Linked DNA regions of Sus scrofa: region 2 is linked to region 1. The links are chromatin contacts, called in public promoter capture Hi-C maps. All regions are on one chromosome and are shown on one strand. Each heading gives the region's core, a stretch centred on a gene start, on an enhancer-like site or on the middle of the called end of the contact. The rest is flanking DNA. Distances are from core to core; before and after follow the strand shown.

What was found. Promoter capture Hi-C pulls out the DNA fragments that hold promoters and counts their contacts.
Region 2: a contact with region 1 is called in a promoter capture Hi-C map of liver, with 5 times the contacts expected there. The contact joins the promoter of SPPL3 here to the promoter of SRSF9 in region 1. A contact is called at or near these places in 1 of 5 promoter capture datasets (liver) and 1 of 47 Hi-C or Micro-C datasets (embryonic fibroblasts).

Annotation. Positions count from the first base shown.
Region 1 is chr14:40,431,790-40,437,925 of Sscrofa11.1, reverse strand. SRSF9 (serine and arginine rich splicing factor 9) reads left to right here and starts at 3,976. Exons shown (of 4, transcript NM_001195566.1): 1 at 3,976-4,191. The coding sequence starts at 4,004.
Region 2 is chr14:40,866,785-40,872,920 of Sscrofa11.1, reverse strand. SPPL3 (signal peptide peptidase-like 3) reads left to right here and starts at 2,633. Exons shown (of 13, transcript XM_021072705.1): 1 at 2,633-3,131. HNF1A (HNF1 homeobox A) reads right to left here and starts at 4,102. Exons shown (of 10, transcript NM_001032388.1): 1 at 3,630-4,102. The coding sequence starts at 3,955.

The sequences.
Region 1 (6,136 bases), core at 2,727-5,226:
AATCCTTCAATGGCTACTCACTGCCCTCAGAGGAGTCCAAACTGCATAATACAGTCTACTAGGCTTTGCAAGTCCCGGCCCCAGCTCCTTCTCTCTCTTTTCTGTTCAAATTCTTTGCCTCAGCCATACTGTAGGGCGGTGGAGGTTGCCCGTGGTCTGCCAAGATCTCTTCGATATGGGCAATCACTCCTCCTGTCCTTTTTGTCTGAAAAGCCCTCCCCTTCCTCCCTAAGGTTATCTCCTATGGTTAGCTCAACCTAAACATCTCCTCCTAGAAGCCTTCCTTATAATCTCTCTAAGCCTAGGTTAGGTGGTCTCACAGCAGTTTACCCTCATCACAACTGTGCTCTAAATGACTGTTTGAATAGCAATTTGAATAGACACCTTGAAGACAGAGTGGTATTACTGCATGCATACAGAGCCTAAATTATAGTATGCACTTGATGATGTTGAATAACCAGATGAGCAAAGGCTCAAAAGGGTGTTCCTGTCTAGTATCTCTGGCCTGAGCAAAGAATGGGTCCATGGGTCCCTTAAACATGAGGCCACAATTTTGGTTTCATTTGGGTTCCAACTCGCAAAGATTAGTACCTGGGCTCACAGAAACAAAATCCACCTTGGGTTTCCCTGGATGATCACAAATGACTCCAAGCAATTTAGCTGTCTTCCTCCTAATCCAGAAAGGCTATGCCTGTCACATCCTCACATTTGGGCACATCTAGGCTAGGTATGAACCCCTTTGGTGATGGCAAGCTGCAAGATTTTGCATAATACAAGCTGAATCATTACTGTTTATACCTGAAGTCCTATTAGGTCACTTAGCTGACTCCACTTCTCTCTCCCTAAGAGACAACCCAACTGTCTTCAACAGCACTTTCCAGGCAACAATCATGTGGGAGTGGTAGGACTCAGAGGGTGGTGTTAAAATATCTAAGCACAGGAGTTCCCTGGTGGCTCAATGAGTGTTTCACTGCTGTGGTGAGGGTTCAATCCCTGGCCCCAGGACTTCTGCATGCTGTGGGCATGGCCAAAACAGTATATGTGTGTACACACACACATACACACTTAATCACACCCCCTCCAAATGAAGAAGCATCTGGACTTTAGGAGGCCTTTAGAATATGTAAGCTCCTATATACTCTGGCCAGGGCTCTTTCCTGCTTGCCTTCTTAAGATTAGCAAAGAACAGCTAGAAGCTTTACATGATCCCGAACCCAACAGATGGTTCTGTTTTATTTTAGCAATAATTTATTGTTTTATTCCAAGTACGAAAGTAGTACATGCTAATTACAGACAATTTCACAAACACAGAAAAGCACAAATAAAAATACAGAGATCATTTCCAGCAGGAGATATCACCACAAACATTTGGAAGGTTATTTTCTTCTTCTTCTTTTTTTTTTTTTGTTACAAGCAATGAAAACGATGTATTCTCTTGTACAGAACTGAATAATAAAGGCATAACATTTCCTTTTTTTCCCCCCAGAATATAAAAATGAAACACAGTTGCAATAACAATCTTCAACTTTACTGAGATGTATGACACTTAAACTGAAAGTCCCCACAATGGCATTCTTTGACCAGTTTAATAGATTCCTTCAGAATATATACTTATATGTGTATATGTACACCACTTTAAACTCATTTTAATTATAACTAAATTAGCATGAACTTAATATACTTCAAAACATTTAATACTTAACATTCAATATTATTGTTTGAACCACTCCCTTATTATCAAGGTTTAATGTTTTTAATTGCTCAAAATGCAATGAACATACAAAATTTATTGAGAATTTATGTCCTTGTGATAAAATCCTATAGTGCAATTACTGGATCAAGAGGTATATGAATATGGTCGGGGCCTGATATATACCATCAATCTGTCTTCCAAAAAGGCTATTATACACTAATAGTTATGTGTGGATGACTAATATTTTTTTTACCACACTTGTGGCATGTGGAAGTTCCCAGGCTAGGGATCCAACCTGGAGCCACAGGAGTGAAAATGCCGGATCCTTAGCTGTTAGGCCACAGGGAACTCTGAATTTTTTGTTTATTTGTTTGATTTTTTTTTTTTTTTTTTTGGCAGCATATGGAGTTCCCAAGACTCAGATCCCAGCCTCAGTTGCGACCTATACCAGATCCTTTAACCCACTGTGCAGGGCTGAGGATTTTACCTGCATCCCAGAGCTCCAGAGACACCACCAATCCTGCTGCACCACAGTGGGAACTCTTGTTTGTTTGATTTTTAAAGGCTAAGAGATGGTATAACTACAAATCAACTACATTGAGATTAAATATTGGGTTTTATTCTCTTGCTTCTGCTGGCACTAATGGAATATGTTTATATTTCCTAACTCCCCCCATTTTGTTTGTTTACTCATTGCTTTTTAGGGCCACGCCTGGCAGCATATGGAAGTTTCCAGGCTAGGGGTCAAATCAGAGCTGTAGCTGCCAGCCTACACCACAGCCACAGCCATGCCAGATCTAAACCCAGTCCGAAACCTATATCACAGCTCAGGGCAACCACGGGATCCTTAATCCACTGAGCGAGGCCAGGGATGGAACCTGCATCCTCATGGATACTAGTCAAATTCATTTCCACTGAGCCAGGACAGGAACTTCTCCCGCATTTTATTAGGAAAGTTTTCAAATATACAGAAGGGTTGAAAGAATGGTACAGGGAACACACTGAATACACCCGTCATCTAGATTCTACAGTTAACATTCTGCTGCGTTTACTTTCTCACATATCTACCCATCCAACAATTCAGAGGTTTCATTTTCAACATGAAACATCTTTCTAGATCAAGACTCTTTAGATGCAAGGCCTCATTCTTTTTTTTTTTTTTTTAAGGGCTACACGCGTGGCATATGGAGGTTCCCAGGCTAGGGGTCAAATCGGAGCTACAGCTGCAGGCCTACACCACAGCCACGTCTGCGACCTACACCACAGCTCAGGGCAACGCTGGATCCTTAACCCACTGATCGAGGCCAGGCATCAAATCTGCATCCTCATGGATGCTAGTCAGATTTATTTCCGCTGAGTCAGGATGGAGAACTCCAAGGCCTCACTCTTTTAACGTCAGTGCTTTGCACTATGGAATGTAAATGTGGAAACGTTCCAAAGTACGGGACTACCTTAAGCTCCTGAGCTTCTGAAGGACTCAGCGCGCAGGCTGGAAGCGTAGCCATGGGTTCTAAACCCAACCCCATTAGGATACACACGTTTTCTCACCTGTGACATTGCAATCCCTCCATGCTGGGTGAGGATTAAAAGCACAGATCTTGAGAAGCACTCTATAGTGACGGTCGCTATAGTTTTGTTTCTTTTACTTCCTCCTAGTCTCCGATAAGCTTCGAGTCCAAGCTACCGGGCCCACCTCAGGTCCCTCACATCCATTTTAGCCCGCCTTACACCCTTAGTTCTAAGCAACAGTAAAATAGGGACAGGGTGGCCCGGAAGGCTACAGACCTGAGGCTGAGGGCCGCGATGGCTGCTGGGGGGTCGCCCTGAGGCCCCGGCCGACTTCCTCTCTCCGGCGCCCCGCACGCGGAGTGACGGCCCGCGGGGGTTGCCCTGGTTTCTACACCCTCGTCATATCAGTAAGTGCTCACAAAAGCCTATGAGGTAGACAGCGCTACATAGGGAGAAAACTGAGGCCCAGGAAGCCTGAGTCACTTGCCCAAGTCCACGCAGCTGGCGAGTGACTGAAGTGAATCCAAAACGCCCGACTCCAAGGTCTCGCTCTCTCCAGCCGCCAGGGTCCCACTTTGCACCTACAGGGGGCGCCGGCTTGCACGCACGCGCAGTCGTTGTGGCCGCGTCCCCTTTAAGAGGGTTCCTTTTGCCTCCTCCGACCCCTTCGCTTCCGCTCGCCTTCCCACAATGCTGTGCGGCTGAGTGCCTCCGAGCCCGCGGGGACGCTGCGGGGGGACCCCGGCTGAGGCGGCGGCGGCGACGTGGGCTGCGGCGGGCCCGCGGCGTCGGGCGGTGCGGATGTCGGGCTGGGCGGACGAACGCGGCGGCGAGGGCGACGGGCGCATCTACGTGGGGAACCTTCCGACAGACGTGCGCGAGAAGGACCTGGAGGACCTGTTCTACAAGTACGGCCGTATCCGCGAGATCGAGCTCAAGAATCGGCACGGCCTCGTGCCCTTCGCCTTCGTGCGCTTTGAGGACCCCCGGTGAGGCCCCCGCACCGCCCGCCGGCCTAAGGCCCTGTGCCCCCTCCTTCCCTCATCCCCCATCCCTTTCCCGGGCCTCCCCTCCCTCCGCGCCGTAGACCCTTCACGGCGCCCCCGGGTGGAGGCTGAGGCCTCTCACCGCGGGACTCTGGGCCGTCCTTTAATCCGTCGTCACTTCCTCTGTTATTATTTTTTACTTTACTTAAAAACATAAAAGGCGGACCTTGTGAGGACCCAAGCCCGCCCAGACAGGCCTCCGCGATAGTACAGACGGGCGTTCTCTCCCTCACAGCCGGACAAGCACCCTTCGCGGGTAGCGGCCCAAGGCTTGAGAAGCTTGGCCCCTGAGCTGGCCCGGGAGAGGACTGGGTGAGGAGCAGAAGTAGTCGGTCGCCCTCCCTGGCCACCCCACCCCCAGCTGGAACTCTCCGTTGGCAGGGAGCTTGGTGCGGGAGTATGGATGCCTTTCGAGGGGGCTTTTGATGGAACAGATCGCCAGCCTCAGGGACTCGTTCTTATAAAAGCATCAGGGATTTGGGGAAACTTCTAAAACAGTCTGTTGGCATCTCTGATGTCACTCTGTCTTCTCTATTGCGGGAGGCAACTCTGGATGCTAAGGGCCCCGGGGAGTTGGAAGCTCTCGATCCTGAAACCAGCTCGAAGGAATCTTTGGTTTTGTAAAGAGTGTCGGCCCTTGGCCCAGAAAAGGCCTGAGGACTTTCAAAACTGAGGTTGGTGGTTCTTAGAAGTCACTGCACTGTGCTGCTTACCTCACTCGGGGTAAATCCAAACCCGTTCTCCATTTTTTAGCATTGTCTCAGGAAGCACGTTGCCTAGTCTGTGCCCTGTGGGCTTCACTCCGAAGACTGCCCCTGGGTCCGGGGTGGTGGTAGGAGGCAAGGGGAGCCTCGGGAGATGGGGAGGCAGGACGCATCTTGAGGTTTTGATGGCTGAAGATTCTGACAGTTCATCCCTAGTGTCTTATCATTTGCCTCAAAAGTGAAACTAGGCATCTTCACACCTAAGGTGGAAAAGGTTGCAGTTCTATTAATTAGTAATACAGTTCTAGGATTTTTTTTTTTTAACTGATGCTATGTGTCATACACCATGTTATGTATTATTTAGCATTTTCAACAGCCTATAAAATGGGTGCTTTTAATCACATTTTACAGATGAGGAAACTGAGGATTTAGAATTGATAAAAGAGAGGACTACTAAGGGAAGGTAGAATTTGACTCCCCTCTTCTGCTCCTTTGAATACAGTCTTACTATATGACATGCCTCATTGTCATCTCTTCCTTCATTCCTTTCATAGTAGAAAAGTTACCTTTTGATATTACTAAATGCCAAGTTTCAAGCAAAGCACTCCACACATAGTATCTTATTTAATCCTTATAAAAAACCTTATGAGACAGGCCATATTACTCACGTTTAATTTTAAAATCTTTTTTTTTTTTTTTTGTCTTTTTGCTATTTCTTTGGGCCGCTTCTGCGGCATATGGAGGTTCCCAGGCTAGGGGTCGAATTAGAGCTGTAGCTGCTGGCCTACACCACAGCCACAGCAACGCAGGATCCGAGCCGTGTCTGCAACCTACACCACAGCTAACGGCAACACCGGATCGTTAACCCACTGAGCAAGGGCAGGGATCGAACCCGCAACCTCATGGTTCCTAGTCGGATTCGTTAACCACTGCGCCACGACGGGAACTCCTAATTGTAAAATCTTGATCACATACTTACCTAGACACAGCCTGGTAGGTAGCAGAAGAATGATTTGAACTGAGATCAATTTTTATTCATAGTGAGATCTTAAACCCTAGCAGTTCTGCCTCTCTCCCACTATATTTTGAATATAGCTAGGGTTGAGCTGGTTGTGGTCCTCCTTGCTTTTAATCCTGTGACTAGAATCTTGGTAAGTGATTATGTGCTTGTGACAACCGAATGA
Region 2 (6,136 bases), core at 1,384-3,883, 440 kb before region 1:
TGCGTTTCTAATAGGAGTGAAACGCTGAGGCTAGCGCCTGGCACAGAATATGTGCTCAGTAAGTGGAAAAGTAAGGTTATCACTCTCATCAGCCATGTGGTCCTGAACCCCTGGTCCCCCCAGCAGAGAGAAGAGGGCCCAGGAGAGGGGAAGATCTGTCCACATCTCCTTCCTCCCCTGTTCTGGGGTCAATCAGAGGTTCAAGTCTTGGGGCCTTTTGCTCACTAGCCCACGGGGTTTCAGTGGGTCCAAAGCTGCGGAGCTGAGAGACCAGCCCAAAGGGCCACTCCTCTGGAGGGGGCCCAAGTTCTCAGGGTGAATTTCAGGTCAGCCACTCAATCTCCGGGTGGCCCTGGGAAGTTGCTTAACTTCTGTGTGCCTCAGTTTCCTCAACTCTGATATGGGGCTAATAACATTTCCTAGGTTGTCAGGAGGAGAAAGGAGTTTATGCCTTTGTAAGCCCTGTGTAAGCCCCAGAGCACTGCATGGAAGTGAGGTGATTGTCATGTTCCCAGCAAGACTGACAGGGTAAAGAGGGAGATGAAAGTATCAAAGACCAGCACGCAACCTCAGGGACCTAGGTCCAAGTCCTGGCCTTACTGCTTTGCAGAAGTTATCTTGGGCAGGTCTCTCTGAGCCTCACTTAGCTCATCTGTAAAATGGGATCACCGGCCACAGCAACCATTTGCTGCTCTTAGGTGTTATAACCCCATACATAAGCGTTATCATCAGCGCCACCTTGCAGAGAACACTGGGGTTCAGAAAAATGAAATCATCTGCCTGAGCTAGAATGGGCAGAGCTAAGGTTTGAGCCCAGGCAGGCTGGCCTCATCAGGGGTGTCAGATTGTCCCCCCTTGGCCACTGTCTTCCTGGGTCTCAATGCCTTGTCACTGCGCAATAGAGAGTGTCAGAGACCTTCAAGATTAGGGTTTGAGCTACTCAAGGACTGGAGGCCCTGGGTACAGGTTCCTCCCTTGGCCATAGCAGCAGATGTCCCCAGAGCCTCAGGGAAACCTAGTCATGCATTCATTCATGCCCCATGTCAGCCACAGGGCTGGATATCAGATGTATGATTGGTGAACAGGGCTCTGAAAGAGCTTCTGTTGTCATGGCAGGAGATGAAAAACAAAGAAGATAAATAATGATCTTTTTATTTATTTTATCATTTAAACTTATCCTAAATAATGATTAAGTTTCAGGAGAAAGTCAATGAAAGCGGTGGAGGAGGGAGTGACTGGGGGGGACTTAATTTCAGAAGGGTGGTCAGGGAGGGCCTCCCTGAGGAGGTGCTATTTGAGCAGAAAGAGAAGAAGGAGTTGGCCCTGAGAAGAGCTGGAAAGAGGGCTCCAGGCAGAAGGCACAGCATGTGCAAAGGCCCTGAGGTGGGGATCAGCAAAGTCAGTGTAGTGTAACTGGAGGGAAGGGAGGGAGAGAGGGAGAGAGGTCCCTTAGGAAGAGGGCAGGGAACCAGGGCAGGGAGTTGGAATTTTACTCATTGTCCAGGAAGGGAAATGGAGGCAGAAGGAGAAGAAGAGACTTGCCCAAGGTCACACTTAGTCACACTTGGCTTCCAGGGGAAGTTCTGCCTCTTCACCATCCTTTCCAGCCTCAACCTCTCTCTCTGCCCAGGTCTTCATGGGGGGTTGCCCACCCTTCTCCAGCCTATGCCCTGAGGCTTGAGGCCCCACTTTCCCCCCTCAGGGCGTTTTCAGGTCCCTTTTGTTACCTGAACAATAAGTAACCCAGGTAGTTAGTTATAAACTCCACAGGAACAAGGAGCTGGTTGATAATTTATAGCAACATCTCAAATTTAAATGGAAAGTAAATAGCATGCTGTTAGCATTAAAGAAAACCCGATGGGGTGGGAGGGAAGCACTCCAGCCTCCTCACAGCTTGGGGCACCTCGCTCTCTCCCCAGCCCCTTCTCCCAGCTGCCTGTGAGCCCCTCTCCCCTCCTGGCTCTTCGCTCCATGCTGCTTCTCCAGGTCTCTCTCTCCATCTCTTCCTCCAGGTGTCCCCTCTCCCTCAGCTTCCAGGTCTCTGCTGGTCCCCAGGGAGCACTTTGACCCCTGCTCCCCACTCAGGACCTGTGGATCAAGACTTCCCCCCACCCACCGTCTCACCAAAGGGGCTGCTGACCAAGAGGCCCCACCCAGCCAGGTAAGGCCTTTGGCACCCCCTGCCCCCACTCCCCACCGAAAGCCCCTCATCCCATCTGGGGCCCTGAGCAGGTCTGGCCCAGCTCCACCCTGGGTCGGCTGATGCCTGACTTTTTGCCCCTCCCCTGCAGCCGACAGGGCCCTTTGCCCTCGTCTTCCTGCCAAGTCAGGGGGCCCTGGCTGCTCCCCTGCCCCCTGCCCGGGCCTACACAAGGCCTGGCAGACCCAGAGGGCCCCTTGAGGTGGGGATCCAGCCCTCCCCCACCCCAAGCTGGGATCAGGACCTTGGACAGAAAAGAGATGGCCCCTGGGACTCTTTCTCAGACCCCTCAGCCACCCCCTCAGCTGGCCCCTTGCCCCCCGGCACAGCCATTGAGGGCATCAAAGAGGGTGGGGTGGAGTCTGAGGTGGGTGGCCTTAGTCAAGCTACTTCCCCGCTCTGAGCCTCAGTTCCCCTGGTCTGTGAAGCAGTGATCCCTGGCTTCCTCCGGAGTTCATCTCAACACTGCCTGAAATTACACATGAGAAACCTCCACAGGGCTTCTGCCCAGCCCTTGGGGTGGAGGTTACAGAGCCTTAGAGGAGGGGCCGTCCCTGCAGCCCCCAGGCCCCCCTTCCCTCACCTCTAGCCTCCCCATCCCCCACCCCTGCTGGGTGGGAAGTCGGTTGGCTCAGGCTGCCCCAGGCCACCAGCCCTACAAGTTAATGATCACAGGCCTTATCAGAGCCTTTTGCCATTTATAAATTTATAAAACAAAAGAGAAATAATAAAGCCTGTGGGTAATTAGTAACCAGGTCAGCTCTGCTGAGGAGAGGGGAGGCATTGGGCTCAGACCCACTGAGATCTCTGGGAGCTGGGGAGCCAGCCAGGGGGTGGGCGTGCAGAGCAGGGAGGCCCCTGGTGAGGTAGGGGCCTGAGGCTGTGCTGGAAAGGGGAGCACTTCCCGCCCTGAAGAATCTGTTTCCCTCAGGTAAGAAAGACCCCAGCTCTCCTGGCTGAATGCTTGAGTTCTGGGGAGGCCAGGGGAGCCCCCAAAAACCCTATCCTGGGCTCCCCCTCCCCAGTGCTGCGTCCTGGTGCCTAGCAGGGGAGTTAGGGTTTGGGGAATAGAAATGGTCATGATGGCTAAAAATAACCCCTCTCCCCACATTTGTCCGGGCCCTTGAATCATGGACTCTCCTGCTCTGTCCCTGTCTCAGAGCTCCCCTGCAGCATGATCCGGGCGGAACGCCTTAGCTCATGGGGACTCAGGACCCTGCCGAGAGCAGGGAAGGGGACGGAAGCCTCCAACCTCCAAGCCAGGATCCCCACCCCACCCCCTTCCAAGCTCTCGTGGGCCCTGTCCCCCTTCCCAACAATCATGCTAAAAGCCACCACTCACGGGACTCTAGACTGGGAAGGGCTGGTCAGGAGCTGAGGGTAGACCCACTGGGCTCCTTGGGAGCTGGGACAGGGCAGGGGTCCTTACTGCAGAAGGGTCTCCACCACAGCTTTCTGGTGCGCCGCCTCCTCTGGGCTGAGGTTCTCCAGCTCTTTGAGGATGGGTGGTGTGAAGTCTTCCCCATCGTCGTCCGTCTCGTCCTCGGAGCCCCTCGTCTCCCCCAGCCCATTGGGCAGCTCCGCAAGTTCTCCTCGTGCACCACCGCAGGACTCCCCCTTGTCCAGGGCACCATCTCCGGCCAGAAGGTAGGGCCCTGGCTCACCCAACGCCTGGATCAGCGCCTCTTTGCTCAGGCCCGACTCGAGCAGGGCCGCCAGGAGCTCCGTCTGGAGCTGGCTCAGCTTGGAGACCATGGCTCCACTAGCGCTGGGCCACGCGGCCCCAGGACTGCGAGCCGCCGCCTCCCCCACCGCGTGGGCTGGCCGGCCAGCAGGCAGGCCCCAACCAGGCTCCTTACACCTGCTGCCCCCCAAAACCCCACTAGCCAAGCCCTGTGGGCACCCCCAACCCCCAACCCTGGCCCCAGTGGCCAGTGAATCAGGGCCCCTGCCCGCTCTGTTTACATTGGAGCTGGGGAAATTCTCCAAGGTTCATATTTATCCGTGTGCTTAGCGAAGGGACTGAACTTTGGACTTCACCCTGCAAAATGCAGGCCTCATGGCAGCGCAGAGGGACAGAGAGCTGTGGCCTTCAACGGGAATGGGCAGAGCGGAGGGTGGGGGAGGTGGTGGTGGGGGGCCCGGGGCAGCTGAGACGGAAGTGTGGGGAGCCAGGGAGGCCTCTGGGTGACCAGCATCTGTCCTGCCCCCAAGGACCTCATAGGGATCAGGCTGAGGCAGGAGAGCAAAAACAGCAGGTTTCCCTTGGGAACAGAAGCAGCAGGGAGTTCTAGGCCAGTGGACCAGCCCTCCTCAAGGGCAGGCTGATCACATCCATGTGATCCCTCCCACCTTCTCCTGCCAGCCCCCGCGCCAGGCCCCCCAGGAAGAAAAATATGTTGACTTAAGTGCCATGGGCTGGGTCTGTAATGTGTGTCACTACCCCAGTGCAGGCCCCTAACAGCTGTGAGCAGGTATGGGGATTGTGCCCATTTCTCAGAGGAGGAAACGGAGGCTCTGAGAGGGTGAGCAACTTGCCCAAAGTCACACAGCCAGAAGGGACAAGAGTTAAGGAGTAGGAGTAGGGTGAGACCAGTCAAGCAGTTGGCGCAGGCGCAAATTTTAAGGGAACACCAGAAAACCCAGCAAATCAAGATAAAAAAATATTTTAAAACAATATAGTAAACATTCAAAATTAAGGCAAAACTGGAGTTCTCATCGTGGTGCAGTGGAAACGAATCTGACTAGGAACCATGAGGTTGCGGGTTCGATCTCTGGCCTTGCTCAGTGGGTTAAGGATCCGGCGTTGCCGTGAGCTGTGGTGTAGATCGCAGACATGGCTCGGATCTGGCGTTGCTGTGGCTGTGGCACAGGCTGGCAGCAACAGCTCCGATTAGACCCCTAGCCTGGGAACCTCCATGTGCTGCGAGTGTGGCCCCCAAAAGCCAAAAACAACAACAAAATTAAGGTAAAACCCAAGGATTCAAAAGTCCACACTAAAACTTACACATGAATGTTCACAACAGTGTTATTCAAAATAGCCAAAAGATGGAGAAAACATAACTATCCATCAGCTAATGAATAGATAGAAGAAATGTGGTCTATCTGTGCAGTGGCATATTATTTCACCATTGAAAAGGATTGAAGTCCTAGAGTTCCCTTGTGGCACAGTGGGTTAAGTATCTAGTGTTGTCACTGCAGCAGCTTGGGTTGCTGTTGTGATGAAGGTTTGATCCCTGGAAAGAAAGAAAGAAAGAAAGAAAGGAAGAAAGGAAGAAAGGAAGGAAGGAAGGAAGGAAGGAAGGAAGGAAGAATTAAAGTCCTGATTCATGCAATGATAGGGGTGAATCTAGAAAACATGCTAAGTAAAAAAGTCCAGACACAAAAGATGTGTATGATTCCATTTATAGGAAATGTCCAGAATAGGCATATCCATACAGACAGAAAGTAAATTAGTGATTGCCAGGGGCTGAGGTCAGCAGACAGGGAATTCTGCTTAATGGGTGCGGGGTTTCTTTGGGGGTGATGGAAGTGTTCTGATATCGATTGGGTGATGTTACACAACTTTGAATATACTAAAAACCAGTGAACCTTGCACTTTATTTTTATTTTTATTTTTTTTATTTTCATTTTTGGCTGCCCCTCAGCATATGGAGTGTCCAAGCCAGGGATCAGATCCCAGAGCCGCAGTCACAGCCTAAGCGGGAACTCCTAACCATGCACTTTCAAATGGCAAATTTTATGATATACAAATCAATAAATTGTATGTTTTCATTAATGCAAAAAATCTGTGATGAACAAAAGAAGCATCACAGTTTTTTAAGTAAAGGTAAGTTACAACATCCACTCACCTCCCACTGATCCCAGCCCTGGCCAGAAACTCAATCACACACCCCCACCCACCTCTTCCCTCCTCAGGTTGGAGCCTGGACACAA